Linked DNA regions of Mus musculus: region 1 is linked to region 2. Evidence: chromatin contacts called from public ChIA-PET data. All regions are on one chromosome and are shown on one strand. Each heading gives the region's core, a stretch centred on a gene start, on an enhancer-like site or on the middle of the called end of the contact. The rest is flanking DNA. Distances are from core to core; before and after follow the strand shown. Region 1 overlaps Rhobtb3 (Rho-related BTB domain containing 3). Region 2 overlaps Ell2 (elongation factor for RNA polymerase II 2).

Region 1 (7,212 bases), core at 1,784-4,283, 130 kb after region 2:
TAGTGATCAATAGATCCTCGCTGTGTAGTTATGCTTTTTTCTCCCATTGACCCTTTGTGGGTAGGTCTGATAGTTTTGGTCTTGTTTGTTCTGATATATGGACTCTGTTACTGTTTGAAACTGTGTGTAGAGGCAGTCAAGACAGGTCAGAAAATCCTTACAGAGCAACAAGAAAGTATGTCGGAAGAGGAAAAGGGCTTAAAAAGAAAAAGGAAAAAGAAAGGAGACACAGTGTTATCAGGTGGACAGAAAGGACAGGACAACAGAGCTGAGGCAGAGGAGGAAGGCGAATTAGCTTCTGCGCCTCCTCCCTATGCCTCCTCAGCAGCCGCATATAGGCAGACCTTCTGTCCAGAGATTTGGTGTATTGACCCCCCAGATGAACACACAGGTGATTGAGGTTATGGTCTCATTACCACGAGGTATTGTGTCCATCTCCCCTGGGGATCGACCAGATCCGGTATTGACATGGGCGAGAGGGTCTGTTTGTGTGTTTCCACAGGACCAGACGGAACCTCTTTGGGTGCTGGAGAGATTGGTGAGACGCTGCAAGAATGAGGCTCCTGATCCAGTTGCCCCTGTGGATGTGGTGGATGATCCCACAAGCACAAAGGATGGAGCCAAGATGAGAGATCCTTTCGGTATTCCAGAAGCCGATACCAGCTCGACATGACATTCAAATTTTTCCATGCTTTTTGATCCCTAAATTCCCCTTAAAGAGATAGCCCCGCTGGCCATCTATCCCTTGCTTCAGGGAAGATGAGCGGGGATGAGAGCCCTGGGATGTATGCTTGTTATAGTGTGTGTGTGTGTTGTGTGTTTGGCACATGTGTTAGGTGCAGAGTGTGCAGGCCCGCACTTTCGCCATGGTAGCGTAGGCTTTTGCTGCAGTGGTGGCAGGACAATCTCCTCAGATTCGGTTTGCCGCTCTAAAAGAAATTATGCTGCGTTATGCCGTGGGGTGCAAGGCTAAGCACTGCACAGAGGATAGCTTGCTGTTGGCATCCTGTGGAAGGCATGTCTGATTGCATGAAGGTTCAGTGTCCTAGTTCCCTTTCCCCAGGAAAAACGACACGGGAGCTGGCCAAGACCTCTCTGGGTGATGAGCCTAAGGGATGGTTTTGTGTAGGGCCCCTATGCTTGCACACTGGGGATCAGACCTCTACCTTCACCCATGAGGCTTGCTTGCAGCAATTAAGATCTGGCCATAAGTTAATTAACATCCTGGCCTTTTGATGCACCTGCCGCAAGCAAAACACAAGCTCCCCAGGTGTGGCTTGGCATGATAGAGAGGTAGTCAGTGATAAGACTCCCTGGGCATGTCACCAACCTAAGACAGGGATCAAACCAATGCTGTTTGTCTCCCAAAGACAGGTAAGGGGCATGGTTGCGGGGGGCTATCTACAGACATTCTCTCTGCCAAAAAAGAAAAAAGGGGGAATTGTGGGGAGCGGGTGTGGCGGCAGTCCCAAAGGCGCCAGAGACTGCAGCTAAGTCATATGACTTGCACCTGACTTCCTCATATAAACCACAAACATCTTGAGTGCTGCACAGGTGTACCAGGATACAGGTGAATCCAATTTGATGGAGATATGCCCCTGCTGCCCTGATTAGCTGAAGCTGCGTGCCTGGTGAGGTGGCGTGGCCTGCTGTGCGTGGATGGGAACTGAGAGTATATAAGAGTGAGAGGCCCAGGTTAGAGGGAGGATTATTATTCGAGAGAGGATTGTTATTATTGGGAGATATAAAAACAAGGGAGATATAAAAACAAGGGAGATATAAACAAGGGAGATATAAACAAGGGAGATATAAACAGGGGAGATATAAACAAGGGAGATATAGAGAAAGAAGAAATAGGACTGAATAAACGTGTGCAGAAGGATCCTGTAGCAGCGTCGTTCTTGCTGGCGAGTTGGGGGCGCGCTCGACAAGAACATTGTATTTTTGTATAGTATTTAATTTGATAAATATAAAGTTCTCAGCCAAACTATGAGAAAGGAAGAGTTATTTGTAACTTCCTGGACTCAATGACAAAAGTTGGCTTAGCCAAACTTGGCCTCTCTAGTCTTTTCATCTTAAAAAGGTGATTAGTGACTGGGATGCAATATTTCTTCCAATTCTTATAGAGAAGCTGAATATATATTGTATATCAGAAGACAGTAAAAAAGGTAGGCAACTCAAGCGAACATGGATGAGATAGTGTTAAATTTTATCATAGTAAAGAAAATGTCTGCATATGTCAATTTTATGATAAAGTTGAAGCAAAAAAATTAATACTTTGAATTCCTCATGCAAGTGCAGTAAAATTGATGATTATTTAAGTGTCAATAGATATGAGGTATTGCCTGTGTATTTTGGTAAAAAGTGGGATTTCTTACCCCAAAACATTAAAATTGTCTTTGAACTCCTTTAAAAATCCATATAGACCATTAAAGAAAACCACAACCAATCAAAAGGCAGAGTTGTTGAGCCCAGTTCCAACCGATACATCTAAAATACAACTCCTGTACCCAAGGCTCAGGGATAATTGCAGGAGAGTGAGAGAAAACAAGGTAGAGGCAGAGGAATGTTTGCTCTACAATTACTTGTGCCTCCTAGAAGTGTCAGGTACTACACCTCTAGAGTCTCACCAACATGAAACAAGAACTGAAGTGGGACAATACCAACAGATGTGTGTGTGTGTGTGTGTGTGTGTGTGTGTGTGTGTGTGTGTGTGTGTGTAAGCCCATGGAGCCTTAACCTAAGACAGAGAACTACAGCCTGAGCAAAGCTGAGAGCTGGAGAAATTGTTTCCCAGGGAAGAGCATAGTAATTGGTTATCTAATACTACATTGTCATTCCTGAAAATGCATGCATGCTGTTAAGTCTCAAATTCAGAACCAGTCTCACCTAGTACCTGTGGGCCCTCCTATCATTTCTCACCCCACCACCCTGCCCTAAAGCATTCCAGGAGCTAGGCTTCCACTTACCTTCCCCAGCCTGATTACTGTAACTCAGCCTTTTTGGCTACACCAGGCTGTTGGCCTCTTGGCACCAGGTTGACTCATCTTATCTCTCCTTAGCAGGTCTTCTCTTGCTTTCCCTCCCCTGCTCTCCTCTCATGGTCTGGTTTAGTCAGCTGGCCATGTTCAGCCTGGCTCTTCCTTCTCTCTTTTCTACACTAAGGAGTGGCCACATCCTCCTCTGCTCATTTCATTTTTTCATCTACATACAAATCACATTATACAGACTGAGCAGCTATATTCATGTATTTAGAAATACACACATCTACGCACACACACACACACACACACACACACACACACACGCGCGCGCGCGCGCACACACACACACACACACACACACTAAATCCACTAAAATAAATAACTTTCTGAATTTAATTTTACATTAGTTGAAAATTTGGAGCAAACATGTAAAAAACCCAGCATTCAGAATATGTCCAAAGATCTTAGGAGAGAATGAGAGCAGAGGTCTATAAACATTATGACAGGAGGAGACTGTGTGGCCACCACAACCCAATGTCTGACTCCAGCCTCCACCTTGACAAGACGTCTGCACCACTGCCCGGGAGCCAACACTATAGGGACGCCTAGGTAGGTCTTTGGTCAATTGCCTGTGAGGCAGAATTGGAAAAGAAAAAAGAAAAAAAAGATAGGGTTAGGCTGCTAGGATAGGGTGAGCCTTTGAGGCTGGGGCAGAATGGGGGGGGGGCGAGGAGAGACATGGGGAAACGGTGTCAACAGTGCTGCAGAGTTGTTTGTTCCCTAGGTTCTCCCATTGTGGCCTATGAGCACATGACGTGGCACATCAGCATTGTCTGGAAATGTGTCCTAATGTGCCTTCCTTCTACCTACCCTGGGTGATGAAACTCTCCATTCAGACCAAAGCCCAGCAGCCCATGCTTTAATTAGCCCTCAAAGGGTCACCCTTGGTTGCTGCTGTGAACACTGGAAAAGCAGGTAACACTGAGACCTCAGAGAGTAAATGACTCAGCCAGCTGTTTACTGGACTGTTTGGTCTGCTGTATAGAAGAGGCTCATTGTGGTTATGTCAATTCTCTTGCAGTTCTGGAAGTCATGAATCCGAATGTCAAAGTTTTGGCGGGCTGTTTCCTTAGGCTCAAGTCCTTTTCTCTGTTGCCTTAGCTTTCCAAGCTGTCCTTAGCCCTTGGCTCTTGAACCTCCATCTTTGTCTTCAGGAGCAGGCAGCACCTCCAAATCTCAAACTATTCACACTATCTCCCCAACACTATTGCTTCGCACTTACAAGGGTCTCATGAGAATAATTTTCCATCTCAAAATCCTTCACAGCACCAGTCAACTTCTCCATGAAAAGTAACGAGTTAACTCTGGCGGGGTGTGGACACCTTTGTGAGGCTGCTCTTCTGGTTTACAGTGGGGAGCTCTAATGAGAATGTGCACTAGTCACTTGCTTATGATCATGTAACTCAATCCCATGCTAGTCAACTTTGCATTACTGTGAAACATCCAGGATTAATACTGTGGCTCATAGTTTCAGTCCAGTCTTTGTCACACTGCCATGTCAGCAAGAGAAACACCAGCCCTCTGGAGTCCTAGAAGCTATACATATTAGGAGCAAAAACAATTTACTGTGGCTTACATAGAACCAGGAATTGGTCTAGATAAGAATGGGCATGTCAGCCGGGCATGGTGGCACACACCTTTAATCCCAGCACTTGGGAGGCAGAGGCAGGCAGATTTCTGAGTTCGAGGCCAGCCTGGTCTACAGAGTGAGTTCCAGGACAGCCAGGGCTACACAGAGAAACCCTGTCTCGAAAAAAACCAAAAAAACCAAAACCAAACCAAAACAAAAAAAAGAATGGGCAATTGTATATATATTGTGTATAACAGGGCGAGTTTTCTATCCATTCCATCCCAGAAGACGTTTTCCATCTTCTCATCCCATTTTCAGCTCCACTTACAGTGAAGCCCACTAGTCAGATCTATCTTAAAGATCATTTATGCAGACTCTGCAGTTCCTCGATGGCTTTTCATGTATCATATTTCCTTTCTATATTTTACATTCACAGAAAACTTCACCCTGAACACCAAGCCCACAGGGAGATCAGTTACTGACAGCACAAACAGCAGTTGAGTGGGAGCCTGCTTTCCACTTCTCACTTGCAAGTTTGTAATTATTTCTACTTCTAGGCACTCTAACCGTTTCAGAAGCAGTTGGGCTCAACATTACCAGCACATACACTAAGTATATAATACATAATTGTGCTAGGCCTGTGCCTGATGGAGGGTTAGAGAGATAAATCAAAACATGGGTCCTGTCCACAAGGGGTAGCCAAGAGAGACCACTGACAAACAATACCTAGAAATTTTGTAAATGTTTTAAGTTCTACAACAAAAGTATGGACAAGTAGCTAAGGAAAGACACATGTAGAAGTAATTGAGTCGTTCTGAGAGCATCATAGAAAGCAAGAGAAATGTTTAAATTGGATTGTCTTGGATATACAAGATTCTGCAGTAGGGAATAGCCACCTAACCCAAGGCACAGAAAGAATACATGGTATGAAGTATACAGATAATCTCAATTAACAACAAGGGATCAGGACAGGACAAATGTTCTCCCTGCGAGAGGAGTATCTGGGTAGAGAAGTCAGGTTTACCAAAGCCCTTATTAGCCCAGAGAGCTATGGATGGGAAGGTACACACCTAGTTCTTCATAGAGGGGGCCGCACTCCTAGATCAGGTTTCTGTTATGATTTTACTGTGGAGCCCTTGGGGAACTGAGCAAGCTTTACAGGTAGTTCACTTGCACAAGGGCTTCACACACTGTACACAATGTGCCTTCATGTTATGGCTGCTCTTCTTTCTCCTATTTGGGTTCCTCAGGCCTTGGAAACTCCATTTTTTTTTTTTTTTTTTTTTTTGAGACAGGGTTTCTCTGTATAGCTCTGGCTGTCCTGGAACTCATTCTGTAGACCAGGCTGGCCTCGAACTCAGAAATCCGCCTGCCTCTGCCTCCCAAGTACTGGGATTACAGGCATGCGCTACCACTGCCCAGCTGCTGCTGCTGCTGCTGCTGCTGCTGCTGCTGCTGCTGCTTCTTCTTCTTCTTCTTCTTCTTCTTCTTCTTCTTCTTCTTCTTCTTCTTCTTCTTCTTCTTCTTCTTCTTCTTCTTCTTCTTCTTCTTCTTCTTCTTCTTCTTCTTTTTCTTTCTCCTTCTTCTTCTTCTTCTTTCTCCTTCTCCTTCCGTCTCCTTTTTTCTTATTCCTCTTCTACACAGAACAGCTTGCCATTTCATAAACTCTTGAGCCCAGCCAACATTCAAATCTACAAGTTTCTATAGTAAGTAACTATCAAAATTACTCTTCTGGATAAAGGAAGTTGCCTTGCTAGGAGACTATTTTACCCTTCACACAGATATATAAAGAAACATCCTCTCCTTACCTCATCTTACATGTCTGAGCCATCTACAACACTAGCAATAATTAGGATTTTATACATAAAGGAAATTGTCTATAAAACATAATTTTCTTGAGAAACTCATTTCCCCAAATTATTTCAGCAATCAACATCCAGATGAAATAACTACAGAACACTTCATTGAACTTGTTTTTTTAAAAAATGGTTTATTTGTTATAAAAGGTTAAATACTAAAGCTAAAAACATATAAATTCAGGTCAGACTATATTAAAATACATACATACCCTTTGCAAAATCTGATTAAAAGTTGCATTAAACAGATGCTTTAAATAAAATAAAGTAATTTTTGAAGACATTTTAAATCTAATTGGCTATATCAGTGTAGTATCATTTATAAAATTACAGTTGAAAAGTTTGGCCACTTTGGAAATCCATCTGATTTCTACGTCTTCTATTCTCAATATGAAGTTCCAGTATGGCTTGCACAGGAGTGGGCTTCAGCTACCATGCCAATGTTCTCTATTAGAAATCTAGTCCCCTACAGCAGAATAGGGATATAGTCAGCAGCATACAAAGAATACACAACAGGATGCAAGCCCGGCCTGGAAAGAGCCTTAGTTCAACTACACAGTATCCTTCTTAAGTAAAATGCTTGGAAAATAGGTGGAAGCAGAAATTGCAACAAAGCATATAGCCATCTAGAAATAACCTTTGATTGGGAAACAACCCTCACAATCACCAGTAATTTACCCAAGATCATTTATAAAGATTTAAAATCGCCTATTACTTCTAGTTGAGTGAATTCAACAATCCG
Region 2 (6,931 bases), core at 4,136-6,635:
ACCAGTTTCCAAAAGCTGCATCTTTATAGTCAGATAAGCTTCATGAAAAGTAGCACTGTTCTCTCTTCCTCTTATACAGTGAAAGTGAGGCAGGTGACTTCCAGGGATGTCGGTTCCAGTAGAGTTTAGAAAATTAGTCTACATAGCTTTGTGAAATTGAACATTTCTAAGGGCAAACAGTTGGTAGAGGCAAGCTATACTGCAGGTGAAAAACTCTTCCCACGCATTGAAGATCTCTGAAAGAGTGTTTCTGGAAAGTTCACTCAATGTTTAATGCAGTCAGTTGTTGATACTATAGACATAACAGTTATTTCACAAACTATAGAAGTTATCTAATTGACATATTAATAAGTTGTTATTATTCTGATTGCTTCTTGGTTTTATGGTGTTTTCTGGGTTTGTTTTGTTTTTGTTTGGGTTTGACTTTCTCAGATAGGGCCTCTCTGTGTTGCCCAGGCTAGCCTTGAACTTTCAATGTGGGTCAGACTGACCTTGAACTTGAAAGAATCCTCCCACCTCTCCCTGCCAAGTGCTGTAATGCCTGGCATTTAGCTACCTGCTCAGCTTGTTTTAGTTTTGTGAAGCCTCCCTATATGTCCCAGGCTAGCCTGGAATTTGAGATCCTTTCCTTTGGTTTCCAGAGCACTAAGATTTCTGGCATATGCTAACATGACCAAGCTCTCTATTAGTATGAAAGAATATAGAGCTAGGTAAGATATGGTCTTCACTCCTGAAGAATTTCCAGCCTGACAAATACATGCAGACTAACATTTAGGAAAGAGTTAATAACAAATAAAGGATTTAGCTAGAACCCTCACACAGCCTTCTATAAAAGGACTATTCTATAGGAGCCATCAATAACAAGGCTTTGTGTGTGTTTCTCACTGCTGTGAACCAACATTTTAAACAAAGGTTTTTGTGGGTTCAAAATGGTATATGTTAGCTCTGCATGATGCTGTGTACCTGTAATGCCAGCATTTCAGATGCTAAGGCAGGAACATTTAGAGTGCAAGTATGAGCTTCCTATCAAGGTATTATATTTAAAAAACAAAACAAAACAAAGAAAAAACAAAAAGTAAAGTTCTTTTTTTGACAACTTATGTATAAAATTCTAAAAGCCTAACTAAGAACTAACACAACATTTTATACACAGAAATAAGTGTGAGAAATGAAATAATTGGGATAAAATCTGAAATAGCAAGATTTTCAATAGCAAATAATAGCCACATTTGCTTTCATATGGTAGATACCCTTGCAATTGATTTGCTTCTGGCTTCTAGGACTAATGTTCAGGGAGTGATTGTCTCAGGAAAATGAGAAATAATGTTAGTATTGTCATGTTATGAGATTATAGAATCCATGTTAATTTAGTATTTATTATCAGAATATTATTCAAAAGTTCTTTTTAGTTGAAAACTCAGATTTAGCAACTCCAGAGGCTATAGAAGTTTTGCATATATAATTTTTAGAGATTATCTTAAGGATGTTGAAAATAAAAGGTATTTTTTATATAAAATGTATTTTGTATCCTGAATAAAACATGGTCACGCGTGTCTTTTCAAGACAGAAGAAGATAGCCAGACAAGTTCTAAATGTGTGCCTTCCAAACGGGCACAGGAACCTCCTGAATCTGCTTAACTGATAGCTTTAATGGCTTGAATAGGGTTATAGATTCCTCCAGTATTGTCCTTAATGCAGAAGCTAGGTGTTTGCATTCTGTTTTAAAATTTTTTATTTAAGTTCTGAACTTAGCATAGCGTTCAGAAATACTTGGCTGTTTATTTTATTTTGTAGGGTCAGGGGAGAAGATTGAGTCTAAAGGACTAAATTAGCATTTGAAATTAGTAGGCAGTTTCAAGCCACCCTGAATATGCTTCCCTCAGACTGCCCTACCCTACCCAGCTTGGTACCTGGAAAGCACAGATAACTATGGTCTTGGAACAAATAGCAAAGGCAAAAATGGAATCCTCAGCACTGCCTTCTCTCTTAGATGATACACCTTCCTCTGGCTTCTTCCCCCTGCTGTTTCTGGTTTGTCTAGCCCACTAGTTTTATAAACAATTGTGTCTCATCAGTCTATTCAAAAGTTGATGATTAAGGGCTGATACTCTTGTCTCTGGTGTGACTACCACTAGAAGACTGTTAAAGTTACTTGAAAAACCAAAAAAAAAAAAAAAAAGACTGTTAAAGTTATATTCTTGTATACTGGTATTTTGTTCTAAGATCTTGAATGCTGTAGAAGTTTATGCTTAAGACAACATTTATATTTATATTGAATTTCAATTCTTTTCATATTATCAAAGGTGTTAGCTAACTTTTATGTGCACACAGCTTTGTTTTTTTTAAATCTCATTTTAGGTAAGGATATGAGCTGCCTCTAGACACTCATTATTTTTAACAAATGAAGTCATAGCTTAAAGTTGTTGTAACTTAAGCAGCCACCTCTCTAGTTTTATGCTGTCACTCATCCCTGCCCTGCTATTCTTTCTGGATAAGGATTCACCTCTGGGCTTTCTAAATGACCAGAGGCAGTCATCTAAACTCAGTATCTTCACAGCATGACTGGGTCTTTCTATGTCCTGTGTGCACAAATGACAAGATTTTTACAATTGTATTTGGAAACTGGGGGGGGGGGGGGGGGCACACATGACACTGTAGTGTCCCAGATCTTTCAAACAACATTTTACATATGTTAAAGAAAACCAAATTGCTGGCTCCAGTGTGTGTGTACATTTTCCATTTTAACCTGTATGCTACACCCCATTAACTTGCTACCCTCTTAGATTTGGTGGTCCATTAACAATGCAGGGCAAGAATCCAAGATCCTGATTGCTCAAGCCTTACTCAATAGTGTTAACTTGACATATTATTAAATCTAGAGAAGTTAAAGAGAGGAAATTATAAATGTTTTTGTTGCTGCTAAGAACTTTAAGCACTTTACATATATTTATCTTATCTAATTACTGCATCAGTGCTATAAAAGAGATATTGTTTGGGTTTTATTTATTTATTTATTTATTTATTTATTTTTGATGTGTGAACTGTTACTTCAAAGTTAATGGTACTGAAGTGCCAGAAAACTGGTACGTGGCCTTCCAGTACTTGCTGCAGGAGTCTGCCTTCAGGGTGAGACATGTGTTCTCACCCCTACCTTCCTATGATAAGTGCTGAATTCACATTTTTTTAATTTATTCTCACATTCTCATACACATTCGTTGACCACCTCTCCAGCTGTTAATGAGAGTGATGGTCAGGAAGACTTTAGAGAAGTCCTTTGGGAGATGAATTTGAACGGTTGCAGGACTTGGTTAGTGAGGGAAGAGGGAAATCCATTTTATACCTGAGCTTTCACAGCACGAGCAAAGGCAAACAGGTGTGGCATGGCTCTCCTCAAGGAGCCACTCGTCTGCAAATCTCTGTGGAAGTCTGAACTTTGAAAAGCTTTCCCCTTCATTTTTCTTCCTTACAGCTGGATTCACTATAAGAATACACACACACACACACACACACACACACACACACACACACACAGACTTTCTCAGGAGAAGTTTTGTTTGTTTTTCGAGACAGGGCTTCTCTTTGTAGCCCTGGCTGTCCTGGAACTCACTCTGTAGACCAGGCTGGTCTCCAACTCAGAAATCCTCCTGTCTTTGCCTCCCAAGTGCGGGGATCAAAGGCGTGCGCTACCACTGCCCGTCAGGAGAAGATTTATAATTCATCAGTTTCTGGGTAAGACTTCTGATGGGAGGAATCTATGTCTGCAGACGAATGTATTTCAAACATATTTGCAAATCATTCTGATTAATACAAAACCGTTGTGCATGGGGAGATGCTCAGTGGGTGAAGTCTATGCTGGGCAAGCATGAGGACTAAATTCAGATCTCTGGTGTCCACATAAAAACAGGTGTTGCAGTTGCATCCCTAGACGACAGAGGTAGTAGTACCTTGGGTCTCCATGCTCCAGTTTTAGTGAGAAACACTGTCTCAAAAAAAAAAAAATGTTTTTTTTCTTTTGGAAAGTAATAGAGGAAGATATTCCATGTAGACCTCTGGCTTCTCTGGTCACAAATATGGGCACTTAAGCAATCATATATGCACATATCATACACACACACATACACACACACACACTCATTAGCACACACCAAGACAAAACGTTTCACTTGAAGCCTTAAGACATATGGATATGCACATTCATGAAGCTGAAACAAAAGTTCCACTGCCTGGGATTTATTTTACCTTAACTTCATCTGTACACCGTAATTTTGTTTTTTGTTTGTTTGGTTTTTTTCTCTCATTTAAAAAGAATCCTGTAAATAATTAAAAAGAAATGTTCTAAAGAGGCTGGAGACATGACTCACTCAGGAGCACTCTGCTCTTGCAGAGTTCCTGGGTTTGGTTTTTAGTAACTATTTGGCAGCTAACAACCATCTGTAACACCAGTTCTAGGGGCTCTTCTGATGCCCTCTTTTGGCCTCTGCAGGCACCAGGCACACACATGGTACGTAGACAAACATGCAGACAAAATACCCCCATACTAAACAAATAAAAATAAATAGAAGGAAATTTAAAATAGTAAAAAGAATCCTGGCCAAAGTCCACTGAACTAATGCTATTATCTTCCAGTAGGTTACAATCAATGGCTTTCAGACACTGCAGGAGAGCATCATCTGTTTTAATCTAAGAGTCAGTCGTGTGGTCAGATTTGCATTTTAACATTCTTTGCCAATGGCTGCTTTAACAGAATTACCAGGATTTGGATGATATGGAAGAGGTCAGTGGGAAGAGTAGAGGGGGATCAAGGATAGCTCTGTGTTTATTGTTTGAGAATTTGGTTGGATAGAAAGGAATGAAAACAAGTAGGTGATTGTTTGGGTCGTGCCATGTAGGAGCTGTTTAGGTGGCTTCCCATTACCTCTTCCAGCCTTCTTCTGTCAGAGCACCAGCACTAGAAATTTGTACTAAAAGGGTTTTCAAAAGGCAACTCTCTTCTAGTAAAAGGAGAGAGAGAGTTTTAGAGAGAATTCTGAAATGAAATGTAATTTACAGACTGTTTTTCATCTGTGGAAGATATTTTGTTAGTCATGAATACTTAAATAAGCCCTGATACTAAGAACAGCAGCAGACTGGAGGGGGCTGTGTGTACTAACTCAGTGGTAGGATACACCATAGCATTATAGCTCTACAACAAGGCAGTGACCAAATACAGTGATGTCCTTTTATCAGATTAGTATAGTATTCAGGCAAAAGGCATTATCATGTGGTTTTCATATGATAAATGTTTTAGAAACCAAACACAGTGATAACTGCAGAAGTTCCAATATTGGTTCCCTTTGGTAGGGAAAGGCAGGCTTAGAGGAGGAACCCCAGTTCACTGCAGACATGCTGGTGACTTCACAGATGTGAAGCCTTGTAATTCAAACTGCATTTATTTCTAGAAGTAAATATGTAAATTATGGTTTGCCTTCTTATTACTAATTATAAATGTAAATTTTTTATCTTCATGGGTTAAATGAAAAAGGGAAAAAAAAAAAACTAGAACATATTTCAGTAGATGCCTCCCAAAAGGCAATTTGTTATCTGTATTTTCTAAGTGTGCCATAAACAAATAAAAAAAATTTTGGGAGATGTCAGGCTTGATATGAAAATCTAGGCAAAAAATGAATATTAAAGTATTTTTTTTTTAAGTTGACAAAGGGAATGGAAAAGGCAGGTCTTGAGACTTTATCTGTGGTTAGACACAGCTGAGTATTGTGCTCCTTGGGAACTTGATAGAGCTGCCTCGTCATCTATCTGTGAGGAAAGCCCTCTGTCTGCTCTCTCCCCAGGCAGAGTGCTAGCTTTATCAAAGGTGTGGGAGGAGAGGAGTGTGCCTTCCGAGTTAAGACATAGGGGCAATGGTATTGGGAGGGGTACTGAGGGGTACCGGGGCATTCTATCTGGAAAAGACTGATTAGGGTAGTAAGCTGCAGCAGTTGGTTAGATTTGAAGAGCTGGTGATAGTTAGGTTAACAAAATTCAACTCAATAGAAAACTGATTAAGAACTAAATTGTGTCTACGCCATCCACTAGAAGCTCCCAAGTAAGCCACCCCAGAGAAGAGTAGTTGGGAATATTTCAAAAGCCTTCAGTGTTTTGTCAGGGACAATAGAAATATTAGCCATATTATTGAAGGCAGCAATACTCGGCTAACCGATACTGAGCGTGTTCTTACAGCTCAGGTGGACACCTGTTGTCTTCTCAGTCCAAGTGTTGGTAATTCACTAAAGTCTGTCTTCAAAGATGAGAGTGGGAAGTCACATTGCCGTTGACCAATGACCACGTGCAGTGCTGGCTTGTTTGTCACAGGTGTCTGAAAGTTCTGCATTTGGTGTGAAGATGCTCAGGTGCTTGCAGTTTTGTTTCTTGGTTTTTAGGGAGGGTTGTGTTCTGTGTCTTTCTTAAAGAACTTGAAGAAAAGATTATAAATGCAAGATTAATACTGAAGAAACTCTTAGCATTTTTACAGCTAATGACACTTTTTTTTTTCTTAAAGCTTTCAAAATATTTAAACTGATTGAGTCATGAAGGGCAAGTTTCATATTGATAGCCTAAAATCTAATTTATTTTTATGCCTCCTTTATTGTTTCTGATTGAGAAATGAAGTGAATGAACATTTTAGAACTGTGTAAAGCAAGACAAGAGTAAGTATGAAACAGGAGTGTCTGGGCCAGTGGACAGCAATTCTGGTAGATTTCCCCTAGTCTTTTGGGGTTTTTTGGTTTGTTCTCATTCTCACAAATATATTTTTAAAAGGTTCAGAGGCATCTGAAAATGGTGCTGCATGTCTGTAATCCCAGCACTGGAAGTGATGGCAGGAAGATCAGGAGTTCAAATCCAGCCTCAGCACCATAGTGAGTTTGACATTAGACTGAGTCACATGAGACCTCAT

Evidence for each region. ChIA-PET counts read pairs in DNA pulled down with a chosen protein or histone mark.
Region 1: a contact with region 2 is called in an SMC1A ChIA-PET map of the G1E-ER4 cell line, with 5 read pairs. The contact joins two enhancer-like sites. A contact is called at or near these places in 1 of 15 datasets of contacts at CTCF or cohesin (the G1E-ER4 cell line), 2 of 484 Hi-C or Micro-C datasets (the BV-2 cell line and liver), 1 of 115 datasets of contacts at active chromatin or transcription factors (embryonic stem cells) and 1 of 9 other capture datasets (liver).

Annotation. Positions count from the first base shown.
Region 1 is chr13:75,862,953-75,870,164 of GRCm38.p6, forward strand. Rhobtb3 (Rho-related BTB domain containing 3) reads right to left here. Exons shown (of 12, transcript NM_028493.2): 12 at 6,585-7,212. Among named protein-coding and RNA genes, the nearest start is that of Gm41005, 25 kb to the left of the region's middle. Within about 2 kb of position 3,034, at least 24 of the 459 cell types and tissues checked have an H3K27ac peak or open chromatin away from gene starts, as enhancers often do. A contact at or near this core is called in the G1E-ER4 cell line, where this site is marked.
Region 2 is chr13:75,728,121-75,735,051 of GRCm38.p6, forward strand. The region is part of intron 2 of Ell2 (elongation factor for RNA polymerase II 2); the gene reads left to right. Among named protein-coding and RNA genes, the nearest start is that of Ell2, 24 kb to the left of the region's middle. Within about 2 kb of position 5,386, at least 25 of the 459 cell types and tissues checked have an H3K27ac peak or open chromatin away from gene starts, as enhancers often do. A contact at or near this core is called in the G1E-ER4 cell line, where this site is marked.